Regions from separate parts of the Macaca mulatta genome. Here region 2 is linked to region 1. The links are chromatin contacts, called in public Hi-C maps. All regions are on one chromosome and are shown on one strand. The core of a region is the stretch at or near the end of the contact, and the rest is flanking DNA. Distances in the headings are between cores, read along the strand shown.

The links. A called contact is a pair of places that touch in the nucleus more often than the background predicts.
Region 2: a Hi-C map of liver shows a contact between it and region 1, with 3 times the contacts expected there. The contact joins the promoter of LOC144330214 here to the promoter of BAZ1A in region 1. A contact is called at or near these places in 4 of 14 Hi-C or Micro-C datasets (fetal cortex germinal zone, fetal cortical plate, fibroblasts and 1 more).

The regions. Positions count from the first base shown.
Region 1 is chr7:107,997,225-108,003,837 of T2T-MMU8v2.0, reverse strand. It overlaps BAZ1A (bromodomain adjacent to zinc finger domain 1A), which reads left to right and starts at 3,389. Exons shown (of 26, transcript XR_013396176.1): 1 at 3,389-3,663; 2 at 4,131-4,301.
Region 2 is chr7:108,099,938-108,107,150 of T2T-MMU8v2.0, reverse strand. It overlaps LOC144330214, which reads left to right and starts at 2,570. Exons shown (of 4, transcript XR_013396197.1): 1 at 2,570-3,026. SRP54 (signal recognition particle 54) reads right to left here and starts at 2,461. Exons shown (of 16, transcript NM_001260852.2): 1 at 2,245-2,461.

The DNA of each region.
Region 1 (6,613 bases), core at 2,140-4,639:
GAGACCGGTGAGGATATGTTGGAGCATGAGTTCTCTGTTGCCCTTCAAATCATGCCCTGTGGATGACTTCATTTAGGACTGATCCTAGGGTCTTCCTTCTACATTTTATTCTAATCTTTTCTACTTCTCTTTTTGCATTATATTATTCATGATCATCAGGATTCACATAATTCTTGTATTGGTTGTATTTGCATTGTCTCTTTCCTATAAGATTATACATTTTTTGAAGCCAGGATACATTTATTTACATTGTATCCCTTACATGAGCTAGTACAGTGTCTTGGCACACAAAAGGAGCTTGACAAATGTTTCATTAAACTGTTAAAAATTAAATAATTTTAATATCATTGCTTTCTCTTTTTTTGTGCCACTTTAGCTTTCAGTTTCCTTGACAATATTTCCAAAAAAATTTTTTACACCAAGTCCTATGTTATGACAGGATTCTTTAACTACTTTCTGAATACAGCAATGAGCTTTTTATTCTCAAAAGCCAGGAAGTAGTAATTAGCAAAGCAGGGAAGAAATTATGATGCCAAAATGCAGAAGTAGGTCATAAATTAGGTAAACTTTTAGTTGTGAAGGCGTAGAATACTTTAAATGTTATTTCATGAGGTAGTTTAGGTAGTCTATTAATTTGATTATTATAAACACATTAAAACTAAACTTTTGAACATGTTAATTATAATTTTCTAAACTTACATTGTTCTGAAATAACAATGAACAACCGTATTTCATTAAATGTCACAAATCATTAAAATAAACCCTATGTATATAATTCAGAGAAATGAGTTATGACAGTATTGAAATTTGAGTATGATTGTGAGAAAACTGAGTATGATAGCTTTTGATGGAATAAAATTTTAAGCTAGTATAAGAAAAAATCCAACTTAAATATTTGTATTTAATAATAAAATAACGACTTTAGATCATGATTTGAATGACTTATTGAACAGTAAGATCTAGTAAATATAAATACTGAAGTATTCAGAAAGAATTTCGTCTTTATTTAGCTTAACTGTTAAGTTGGGATTTTGAGTTGTGGGGTGATGCTTCAATATAGGTTGAAAATTATCCATTCTCCCAGTCCCCCTTTTGAGTTTACCTTTGTGGGCTCTAAATTTTTCACCTGATAGATCAATAAAAATACTTCCCTTTTTTTTTTTTGAGCCGGAGTCTCTGTCTCCCAGGCGGGAGTGCAGTGGCGCCATCTCAGATAACTGCAACCTCCGCCTCCCGGGTTCAAGCGATTCTCCTGCCTCAGCCTCCCGAGCAGCTGGGATTACAGGCACCCACTGCCATGCCCAGCTAATTTTTGTACTTTTAGTAGAGACAGGGTTTCACCACGTTGGCCAGCATGGTCTCGACCTCCTAACCTCATGATCTGCCCGCCTCGGCCTCCCAAAGTGTTGGGATTACAGGCATGAGCCAGCGCGCCCGGCCTAATAAATACTTTCTAGGCAGGGAATTCTAACTTGTCACTCAGTATACTAGTTGGAGACAGGTTTAAAACCCCAAATCTTGGCCGGGCACCGTGGCTCACGCCTGTAATCTCAGCACTTTGGGAGGCCGAGGCGGGCGGATCACCTGAGATCAGGAGGTTGAGAACACCCTGGCCAACGTGGCGAAACCCCGTTTCTATTAAAAATACAAAAATTAGCTGGGCGTGGTGGTGTGCGCCTGTAATCCCAGCTACTCCGGAGGCTGAGGAAGGAGGATCGCTTGAACTCAGGAGGCAGAGGTTGCAGTGAGACGAGATCTCGCCATCGCACTCCAGCCTGGGGCACAGAGTGAGACTGTCTCCAAAAATAGAAAAGAAAAGAAAAATAATCAAATCTGTAAACTCTTATTTGAAGAGTTTATCGATACTAAAGTATATATTTACTACTTACTGAGAGCATTTCTAACTTCTGTGACTTCTGTATAGTAAGGTGCATTAATAGTATTAATGAATTTTAAAACACCCAAAGAATAACGCCTTTCACAAATGTTTATTTTGTTAGGTGTATGAACAATTAAAACCAGCCTGAAAGATAAAAAAGTAACTCTTGATTTAGATTTCTTCCATTTTCTGCTCCAAAGTACAAATGAACTTAAATTTGAAGTTATAAAACGGATCCCACATTGTTTCTGTAATTATCATTCCGCAGTATTGGTAATAGGAATAACGTCTTTGTCAAATAACGGTTCTTAAAACTAACTTTGTCGAATAACCGTTTTTTTTTTTTTTTTTTTTTTTTTTTTTTTTTTTTTTTTTTTTTTTTTTTGAGACGGAGTCTCACTCTGTCGCCCAGGCTGGAGTGCAGTGGCCGGATCTCAGCTCACTGCAAGCTCCGCCTCCCGGGTTTACGTCATTCTCCTGCCTCAGCCTCCCGAGTAGCTGGGACTACAGGCGCCCGCCACCTCGCCCGGCTAGTTTTTTGTATTTTTTAGTAGAGACGGGGTTTCACCGGATTAGCCAGGATGGTCTCGATCTCCTGACCTTGTGATCCGCCCGTCTCGGCCTCCCAAAGTGCTGGGATTACAGGCTTGAGCCACCGCGCCCGGCCTGAATAACCGTTTTTAAAACTAACTTTTAGCTTCATTCTTTCATATTAATTTCAAATAAGCAAATGTTAAGGACAGTATCAAAAAAGACTTTAAAACACATCCAGTGAACGTTCTGAGTCACTTCTAGTTTCGAAAATTGTATTGAATTCCAAGGTCACATGTATTATGTACATTAAAATTGTTTCCCTAAATAAAAATTACTGATATGGGAAAGTTGCTTTAGGGGAATTTTCGCTAGTAAATCCATAATCCTTAAAATTCTAATTGAATTAAACATTGATACTTTGCAAATATTTACAGCATTGTAAATATTACTTTTTAAAGGTGTGTTAGTTTCAAGAATGTTGGGGTCCTACAAGCATGATGACACTTTGTAACACATTTTTTTTTTGGTCTTTTCCTCTGCTCTCTAAACCTTTTAATTGCCATAAGTATTAAATAGAACTGATGTCAAGGTATCTTCTAGTTCAAGACAGATGTTTACTAAACATGCAAAGTATTTTTAGAGATACGGATTCTAATTTGGAAGAAGAAAAATAGCAACAAATTTTCTTATTCATTTCTTTTCTCATTTTTAAAATACAAGTTAAATCGTAATTGGAATCCCTTTTCCCATCGTGTAGTCAAGCGTCGGTGGCAGACTTCAAGGATATACTTTGTTAGCCATGTGTTTATGAACCGCCAGCGCTTTCCCTAGATCTTTTGGCTGATAATCTCAAACATGGAGGATGCTTCTGAATCTTCACGAGGGGTTGCTCCATTAATTAATAATGTAGCTCTCCCAGGCTCTCCGCTGTCTCTTCCTGTATCAGTGACAGGCTGTAAAAGTCATCGAGTAGCCAATAAAAAGGTAGAAGCGAGGAGTGAAAAGCTCCTCCCAACAGCTCTTCCTCCTTCAGAGCCGAAAGTAGATCAGAAACTTCCCAGGAGCTCCGAGAGGCGGGGAAGTGGCGGTGGGACGCAATTCCCCGCGCGGAGTCGGGCAGTGGCAGCGGGAGAAGTGGCGGCCAGGGGCGCGGCGGGGCCGGAGAGAGGCGGTCCCCTGAGAGGACGGGGTCTCCCCTCGTTGCCTTTGTAGTGGAGAAGGTGGACAAGTGGCAGTCGGCGTGCTCGCAGGTGAGGGTCGCTCGGGAGCCGGCCGGGAAGTGGAGGCAAGCCGGGAACAAAGCGGAGCGGCGCTGGGGTCCGCCCGCGGCGAGCGCCCTGGCCGGCCGGCCGGCTGCGCGCCGAGCACGTTGTGAGCCTGGCGGCGGCGGCGGCGGCGGCGGCGGCGGGCGGGGAGCCGGCGCTGGGGGAGGGGGCCGCCGCCGCCGCTCCCGCACTGCCCCCCGCGGCGGGGCGTCCTGCCCCATTGTGAGCCAGCGGCTGGGCGAGGAGGCAGGACGCGCTCGGGGGAAAGGGGCGGCGGCGGCTCCGCTCGCTCGACGCCCGGGCAGCGGCAGGAACGAACTCGGCTCCGGTAGCGGCCGCGGCCCGTCAGTCACACAAAAGGCAGCCGAGCTTCTCCCGGCGCGCGGACCGGCCCACGCTGCCGCCGAGCGCTCCCCACCTTACCGGCTTTCCTTTCCCTCCAATTTTGATAGGGAAGCGGGGCCGGCGCGGGCGGCCGAGGGTCCGGGCGAGCCCGCGGGCGGACGGGAGATGCCGCTGCTACACCGAAAGCCGTTTGTGAGACAGAAGCCGCCCGCGGACCTACGGCCCGACGAGGAAGTTTTCTACTGTAAAGTCACCAACGAGATCTTCCGCCACTACGAGTAAGAGCTGGGCAGGGTGCGGGGCCGCGGGGGGTGTGGGGACTCCCTCCCCAGCGCCCTTTTGTCTCTCTCCTTTTCCTCGCCCTGGGCTTCTGGCGGGGTGACTTGAAAGTGACGGGTGGCCCCGGGCCCGCGGTTCTCTGCCTCCTAGCCTCCACTTGGAGAACGCGCGGGGCCAACTGGCGGCGGCGCGCGTGGGGAACGCGGGTTGGTCGTGGCGGAGGAGGCTGGGGTCCCCGGCCGGCCTCGGGAACCGCTCTTAGCCTCTGCTGTCGCCCTCCCGCCCTCCTGGCCGCGGGGCGGCGGAAACTCCCCGCCTCGCCCCTCCCCGCCGCGGCCACACGCGCACTCCGGGGCCAGTTCCGGGATCCCCTCCCGGCGGCCGAGGGGATCCCCGCTAGGGTCAGCGACGTGGGGCCGCAGTCCATGGGTCGGGGGAGGGAATTCCTGCCCCGGTGGGCAGGAAACGGCTGGGCTGGGCTTCGTTTTCTCAGTCGGGAGTGGGGTCTGACGTTGGAGCTGCCTGGGGTAGGGGAGAGGAGCGGAGTTGAGACTCGTTCTAGAAGGGAAGGAGGGAGCGTCCCTGCGGGCCAGGGGTGGAGGACGCGGGACGCGAGAGCCTCCGCAGGCGGCCTCCCGTCCGGCGCTGCTAGGCCTCGGAGTGCGACGGGAGCCGCGCTCTCTGTCACCGCCTCTTCTTGGTGACTAACTCTCGTCTCCGGGGAACTCAGCGTCTCCGCCCCCGGGAGATCAGTGAGGAAGAAGTCGCGGCTGGGCAAGGGGAAGAGGAAGGGGGAAGAAGCAGGGCCTTAGGCGCCCCTCGTTTTCACTTTCGCGTAGCCGGGAGCGCGGTGGAGGGTGTTGGGGGAGGGGGTTAAGACAAGTTCAACTCCAGACTCAGCCAGGCGCCGCTTTATCCCCCTGCGCATGTGGGCTGCCTGACATGTGCCACTCGCTATTGTTTTGATAAGAACGCGGAGCTGCTGCTGGTGTAGTTTCAGCTCCTACATTTTCAGCCCGTCGCTTAATTTATCCCGAGAGATCTGGTCCTGTGACACGGAGCAAGATGGTGTGTTTTAGCGTCTTGTGTTTAAACAGGATCTCTAAGTGAGAACCTGACTTGATCAATCACTCCAAGAGGGTGATCCTCTCTTTTTCTTATGCTTTATTCTCTCCCCTGAAAAGGAATCCCTTTGTGACTTGGAAACCAAGTGTAATAGCAACCAAGTAACGTTGCGTGTAAGGCACCTTTTCTGAGTGGGGGCTTGACCGAGGGAGGGTTTTGGACAAACTGCACCTAAGAAATCAATAGTGAGGTTAGAAAAGTTCCTTTGAGCATTTATTTTAAGTAAACGTTTTTCTTTAGTTCCACCGAAAGGGTTTCACATTAAACATGTTATATCTAGAGAAGTAAATAGAGTGCTTTTCATCAGACAGTACTTTTAAGTAGGAGTGTACGTCTTGCTCTGCTCCTGTAGAGACTTGTTTTGTTACTCAAATAGAGTTCTCATAACTAGTTAAGTGAACTTGGATTAGGTAATTGGATAAGGATTTTTTTTAAGGATTTTAAAGCTATAGGCCTTGCTAACAATTATGATTAAAAAGAAAATTGAGAGTACCAACAAAATAGTAAATAGGCTTAAATTTCAAATTGTTTTCTCCTTCCATATAAGCAAGGGGCTTTTCTCACCTTAGAGGGTAGGATGAATATGGCTGTTATCCTTTGTGAATTAAACATTCTTAATGCACTTTGGTTCTTGAGCCGAATTATTCTAACCTTGGAGAAATCTGAAATGCTGAAATACAGAAGAATTTTCACATTCCAGAACTATCTATCTTCCACTATTTTTATTTATTTACTTATTTTGAGACAGGTTCTCGCTCTGTCGCCCAGGCTGGAGTGCAGTGGCACAATCTTGGCTCACTGCAGCCTCGACCTCCTGGGCTCAAACAGTCCCCCCCACTTTACTACCTTAGCCTCCTGAGTGGCTGGGATTGCAGGTGCATGCCACCACTTTGGCTAATTTTTGTATTTTATGTAGAGACAGGATTTCGCCATGTTGCCCAGGCTGGTCTTGAACTCCTGAGTTAGGTGATCTGCCTGCCTGGGTCTCCCAAAGTGCTAGAATTACAGGCATGAACCACCATGCCCAGCTGTATCTTCCATTAATATCAAGGAACTGTATTCTTTGTAGTCTTAGGGCATTTAAACATTTTAAATAACTAGGTTTTTATTTTCAGTTTTTGTTTTTTTTCCCTTGTGCGGAAGTGTTTGGGCTTTTGGAAATTACAAGCAGTCCCAGAGAGATGAT
Region 2 (7,213 bases), core at 1,321-3,820, 100 kb before region 1:
TTAGCCAGGATGGTCTCAATCTCCTGACCTTGTGATCCGCCCGCCTCGGCCTCCCAAAGTGTTGGGACAGGTTTGAGCCATCCTGCCCAGCCAAGAATTATATTTTAATAAACTGTTAAAATAACATTTGTCATATCTGGATGATGAGCAACTAGCAACTTTTTTTTTTCTTCTTTTGAGGCGGAGTCTCACTCTGTCGCCCAGGCTGGAGTGCACAATCTCGGCTCACTGCAACCTCTGCCCTCTGAATTCAAGCGATTCTCCTGCCTCGGCCTCTCGAGTAGCTGGGATTACAGGCGCCTGCCACCGCACCCAGCTAATTTTTTGTATTTTTAGTAGAGATGTGTTTTCAACATCTTGGCCAGGCTGGTCTCAAACTCCTGACCTCGTGATCCACCTGCTTCGGCCTCCAAAAGTGCTGGGATTACAGGCGTGAACCACTGGGCCCGGCAATTTTTATTTTTCTTATACCTTTTTCTAATTTCCAATTTTTAGTAATGACTGAGATTATTATTAAGGGAAAATTATTTTCCAAAGTGCTCCTTGTGAGAATTACAGTGCAACTAGTCAACAGACTAGAGGTTGGGATGGAGCTGCCACTTGTATTCATTTACTCATTCATTAAACACCTACTATGTACTCCAGAAATTGTCCCAGCATGACAGAAGTTCTAACTCCCAATCAAATATAACAGTTTAACACAAGACTTCAAAGGATAAATAATGCATCATACCACCTCTGCCTTAACTTAGCACCAAAGGTTATATTCAATTATATCAAGAAGTATCAAGCAACTTTCTCTTCATTAAAGTAATTGTTTTTCAAATTTTAAAACTCATTTTATGTAAATACCACAGCACCAATTCATAGTTCTACAGCAAAAAAAGTATACCAAAAAAAGTCAATTAACAACAAGAGGTAATAACTCAAAACACCGGGAATCATTTCTTTATGATACTTTTTGGCTATGAGGTCAACCATAAAAGAATCTTTACACAAAATGCTACCAAGAAGAAAATTAAAACGAAAATCAAAAGAATTCCTTGGAAATGGTTGGCCTTAAAGTTGAAAAGAAAAAGGAAGAGTGAAAAATAAAAAAGGAAGAGGGATAAGAGGCATATGCTCAAGCCTTTCCCTTTCTCCATGGCACATAGAAGAAAATCAATTTTTAAAAAGCTACATTTATGTTTATCTTACTGTAATCCTGTGGCAGGTCCAGAATTTCCAAATAGATCGGGTGAGAAGAGTAATCTGGAAGGAAGGCCTGAAGATGCTTTTGCATAATCTCTATATTAAGGTAGAAAATACCAGTTGGCCACATAAAAAAACTGAGGAAAAGGGATTTGAGGGAAATATTTCCCTCCCCTTTGGCATCACCATTGCTATGTTCTAGGCACTAAACCAAACCAAACCAAACCAAACCTCTTACCTAATCTCCTTTCTTCCTCATGACAAGCCTATTAGGTAGATGAGGATATTGAGGCTAGATTGGAATAGAAACTGGCTGAGGGTCACAAAGCACCTAAGGAGCACTTTAGCTCTCCCACAGCTTTCCATAGCTCTTTACACGTAACTAGTGTTTCTCATTACCCATCTTGATATCATGTATATTTATGTGCGTTAGCTTCTCAATAGCAGAGTTACTGTTATTCATTTCTGTATCCTTGTAGCCAAGAACAAGTATATATTTTGTTAAATTAAGCATATGAAACAATCAGGTGAGGATAGCATGAAGAAAGGCAGCAGGGGAAAGTTTCAAGAAATGGATGGTCGCAGCGTCAAATGGTACAGAGAGAGCTATCGATCTATCTTAAATCATTATTGGCATTCAACTGATATTCTATATTCATTTATTGAACGTCTACTACACGCAGGACATTGTGTTAAGCACTACACACACACAGGAAAAATAAAAGTCTGGTACCAGTAGAAAGATTTTCGGGGAAGTAGCCTCATCTAAATTCCTGCTCAGGAAAGCAAAACGAAGAGTCAGGCCTGCAACTGCCTACATCTTATTTGGCGCAGGTAAATCGGCAGACAACTCAAAAGGGTCACAGTGCATCTTTAATAAAACTTCTCATGGAAGACAAGGGATAAAGAAGAGCCACAGAACCTCAGTCTCGGTAACGACTGCCGGTGGCCAGGGAGGCAGACTTCCCCCAGAGCCTCTCGCCTCCTGAGCAGCGCTGGGGCTGCCCCTAGCTGCCCCTCCGTAGTGTGGGACGGGAAAAACCAGACACTTACCGCAAAAGACACCGCTAACGCCGTGGCCCTAAGGGGCCGGGAATTCCTTAGCGAGGCCCCACGCCGTGGGAAAAAACCCAAGAAAACTGGGAGCAGACAGACAGGTATGACCCCACAACCCAACTTCCCAAACTAAAAGTAGGGTCCCAACGCCCAGCACCGCGTCGCCAACTCCCACCAGCTGGAAAACCGACGAGTGCCACCGAACCTTCCGCCCAATGAGGAAACGTCACCACTCCGCGTAGTCCAGCCTTTCTAGAGGAGGATGCGCTTCCGCTTCCGGGGCACACCGCGGCGTTCTTTCTGCGCGGCTCCTGAAACAGTTTAGATGTTTATTTGCATCGATTGGCTTTTGGTTTCAGTTTCCTACCGCTGAATAACTGCAGTAGTAAAGTTAGTGGTAAAATAGGAGGCTGTCTAGGGATGTGATTTCGGGGGAGAAGTCATGCTTCGACGATCCACCTTAAGAAAAGTGATTAGGCGGAGCACTCCCAGCTAAAAGCGGAAAGATGAGAGATGGAGGTGTGACTGTAGGCAGAGATTCCCGGGCGAAAGAGAAACCTCCGTAGAGGGGTGGGACTTAGGGCTTCGCAGACTAGAGGCGGGTTCCGCGGTGGGTGGGGCGGTCTCTGCTTGCGCATGCGCAATGCCAACCAGTGCCTGTGCCTCTTGCTCTTACAACGTAAAATTTCCCACCGCGAAGCAGGGAGTGATGCTGCGGCGGCTTCGCATTGTGGTTCCTGCCGACCGCCAGGCGCTGCTACAGTGGATGCGAACTACCTGTAAGTGTAAGTGACCACAGCCAGAGGCAGGCGGTGGGGGCAAGGATATGCTTCAGGCGCTGACTTTGAGGACTTAGGCGGGGTGAAGCCAAAAGCCTTCCTTGGGGTCGCTGTGCTGGTCTCTGCTCTCCTGTGGGGTAGATTGACCAGACCTCAGAGTGCTCTAACGGAAAAGCGAGTTAGTTGCTCGCGGCACGTAGAGGCCAATTAACAAGAGCGAGCCCTGAGGGATTTTATTTCCGAAGCCAGCCTGGAGGAAGCGGCACATTTGTGCAGCTTCGCCTTTGGAGCAAAAAAGCGGGCATTTTATAAGGTACGAGAGGAAATGAGCAAGAGGTTTCTGCTAGCTGGTGCCTTATCTACCGGGTAGTTGACGCCTTTCTGAGCAGAAATAAGTTGTAAAAGTGGTCAAGTGGGCATGCTTTCAAAGGCTTACCCTTCTGCGGCTACCCCCGGAGCTGGGAGTTGCGTCTTGGATCTCGTAGATGAATTTGCTCTGTAGAGATTGGTCTGGTGAGGGGAGTTGAGAGGTTATTTTGTATTTCAAAAAGGGCTGAGTGGGAAGTGTAGTGGGGAGGGGAAAAGAGGGAAAAAATAAACTATCTCTTGGAAAATGGGGGTAATCGGATACAGTATCACTTGGAAGTAATTGGGTGTGGGAAGACCTGGTTCTGAGTGGTTTGTGACTTTGCAGCAGACTTCGGACAAGCCTTTAGAGCTCCTTGTGCCTAACCCTTTTTCTGAAAGAATAGAGAGTTAGTCCTCTTCCTCATTACTCCCACAAACTTGTTGGGATTGGTACGTTGCCACCTGAAAAAGCACTTTGCCGGAGAGGTTTTAGGCTGTAGCGTTAGTAGGAAGTGTTAAAAGAAAAACCTTAGCCAAGTTAAATTTAACAGTTTGAGCAAAGAACGATTCGCGAATCGGGCAGGCTCAGAGAGATTGCAGCGCAGCCAAGTGTTGAAGATTTATAGACAGAAAAAGTCTGCAGTGAGCTTTTATCCCGCTGCTTCACTCCAGCCTGAGCGACACAAGACCCTGTCTCTTTAAACACACACGTTAAAACTGAGGAAATGTGGTAGCCAGATCTAGTTATTGAAAAATGGGATAGATGTATTCTGGCAAAGTGAAGCCTGATGAAACCTCAAGAAAATAAGATATTCTTCGTTGGGTGTGTTGGCTCACGCCTGCGATCCCAGCACTTTGGGAGGCCGAGGCGGGCGGATCATGAGGTCAGGAGATCGAGACCATCCTGACTAACACGGTGAAACCCCACCTCTACTAAAAATACAAAAAATTAGCCGGGCGTGATGGCATGCCCTTGTAGTCCCAGCTATTCGGGAGGCTGAAGCAGGGGAATCGCTTGAACCCGGGAGGCAAAGGTTGCAGTAAGACAAGATTGCGCCACTGCACTCCAGCCTGGGCGACAGACCGAGACTCCATCTCAAAAAAAAAAAAAAAAAAAAAGGATATTCTTATGTTTAGTAACTGTAGCAAACTATCCTATGCCTCTGTGTGTGTGTGTATGTGTGTGTATATGTATGTTTTGTTTTTTTTGTTTTTGTTTTTGTTTTTGTTTTTTTTTGAGACGGAGTCTCGCTCTGTCGCCCAGCCCAGGCTGGAGTGCAGTGGCGCGATCTCGGCTCACTGCAAGCTCCGCCTCCCGGGTTCACGCCATTCTCCTGCCTCAGCCTCCCGAGTAGCTGGGACTACAGGCGCCCACAACCGCGCCCGGCTAATTTTTTTTTTTGTATTTTTAGTAGAGACGGGGTTTCACCGTGGTCTCGATCTCCTGACCTTGTGATCCGCCCGCCTCGGCCTCCCAAAGTGCTGGGATTACAGGCGTGAGCCACCGCGCCCGGCCTGTATGTTTATTTTTTGAGACAAGAGTTTCACTCTTGTCATCCAGGCGGGGGTGCAGTAGCGCCATCAGGCTCACTGCAACCTCCACCTCCCAGATTCGAGCGATTTTGAGTGGCCGGGATTACAGGCGTCCGCCACCACGCCCGGCTAATTTTTGTATTTGTAGTAGAGACAGAGTTTCACCATGTTTCCCAGGCTGGTCTCAGACTCCTGACCTCAGGTGATCTTCCTGCCTCAGCCTCCCAGAGTGCTGAGATTACAGGCGCGAGCCACCACGCCTGGCCACTATGCCTGTATTTTGCTGAATGTTGATCTCCATGGTTATTTTTATCCAAACTCATGACTTGAAATGTCATTGTTAGCTGATGACTTCCAATTTTAGATTTTTAACCTTGACCTCTTAAAATTCTTTGTGATGTTAGAGTCAGTAGGTTTAGGGATTGTAATGATCATTATTACATATTTTAGGAGTCATTTTAGATAAGATGTCAAACTGAAGTTAACAGGAACATGTGATAGTGAGATTTGACCTGGAAAGTATAGAAAACCAGAGGAACAGCTTTGTTTATTTATTTATTTATTTATCGAGACAGACTCTCAGTCTGTCGCCACGCTGGAGTGCAGTAGCACGATCTTGGCTCATTGCACCCTGCCTTCTGGGTTCAAGCAGTTCTCCTGCCTCAGCCCCTGGAGTAGCTGGCATGAACCACCGCATCCAGCTAATTTTGGTATTTTTAGTAGAGACGGGATTTTACCATGTTCGCCAGGCTGATCTTGAACTCGTGACCTTGTGATCCGCCCGCCTCAGCCTCCCAAAGTGCTGAATTACCGGTGTGAGCCACTGCGCCCAGCCCAATACATCTTTATTTCTATATACACAAAATCAAGATAAGAATTTCCATAATATGCTGAGTCTCCTGTCACTTCATCTAAACCCTGTGTTGCACATTTCATTCTTCATATCCCATTTGTCAATAAAACAGCACCGATTTACATCTTTTTTCACATTCCTCAGCATAAGGTCATTTATTCTAAAAGCACTGAGTGCCTACAAAAATGTCGCATACTGCCTAGAGCTGGCAATTGTAAAATTGCTAAAACATCCTTGCCCTCAAGATTTGTTTTGTGGAGCCATCTGTAATCTAAATCTTGAATTTTTTTTTTTTTCCTGTGTTTTGTTTGTTTTTGAGATGGGGTCTTTGTCACCCAGGCTGGAGTGCAGTGGCACCATGATAGCTCACTACAGCCTCACACTCCTGGCCTCAAGGGATCCTGCCACCTCAGCCTCCTAAAGTGTTCAAATTACAAGCATGAGCCACTGTACTCAGCCTCAAATTTTAGAGATATCAGTTGAGACTCTATTTTTCAAAATCAGGAAGACTTGAAGGAATGTTTGGATAATTTTGTAAACAAGAGCCAATGTCACTGGCTAAAGAATATATTTTTACTTTTTTTTTTTTTTTTTTTTTTTGATACGGTGTCTTGCTGTCACCCAGGCTGGAGTGCAATGGCACGATCTTGGCTCACTGCAACCTCTGCTTCCTGGGTTCAAGCGATTCTGCTGCCTCAGCCTCCCAGAGTAGCTGGAACTACAGGTGCATGCCACCACGCCTGGCTAATTTTTTTGTATTTTTAGTAGAGACGGGGTTTCACCATGTTAGCCAGGATGTTCTCAAATCTCCTGATCTCGTGATCTGTCAGCCTCTGCCTCCCAAAGTGCTGGGATTACAGGCATGAGCCACCGCGCTCGGCCCTATTTTTACTTCTTTTAAGGGTACTTTTTGTTGTTGTTTTTAGAGACAGGGTCTCATTCTGTCACCCAGACTGGAGGCTGGTGTGCCGTGACACCATTATAAGCCCACTGCAGCTTTGACCTCCTGGGCTGAAGCAGTCCTCCCATCTCAGCCTCCTGAGTAGCTGGACTATGGTGCAAACCACCACACCCAGCTTTTTAAAATTTCCTGTAGAGATAGGATGTCACTGTGTTGCCCAGGCTGGTCTCAAACTCCTGGCCTCAAGAGATCTTCCTACTTTGGCTTCCCAAAGTGCTGGGATTACAGGCGTGAGCCATCGTACCTGATCTAAAGGTACTTCCTGTGCCTCTCTTCAGCAGACCCTGTAGTGAGGAAGCTCAAGCAATTTGTTAAACAATTTAAAAAATAACTTGAGTTTCTGAAGAATGTTTATTAACACGAATATTTTAAGAAGTGAGGCCAGGCATGTGGCCCACGCCTGTAATCTTAGCACTTTGGGAGGCCGAGGTTAGGAGAATTGCCTGAGCCCAGGAATATGAGTCTAGCCTGGGCAACATAGCGAGAACCTGT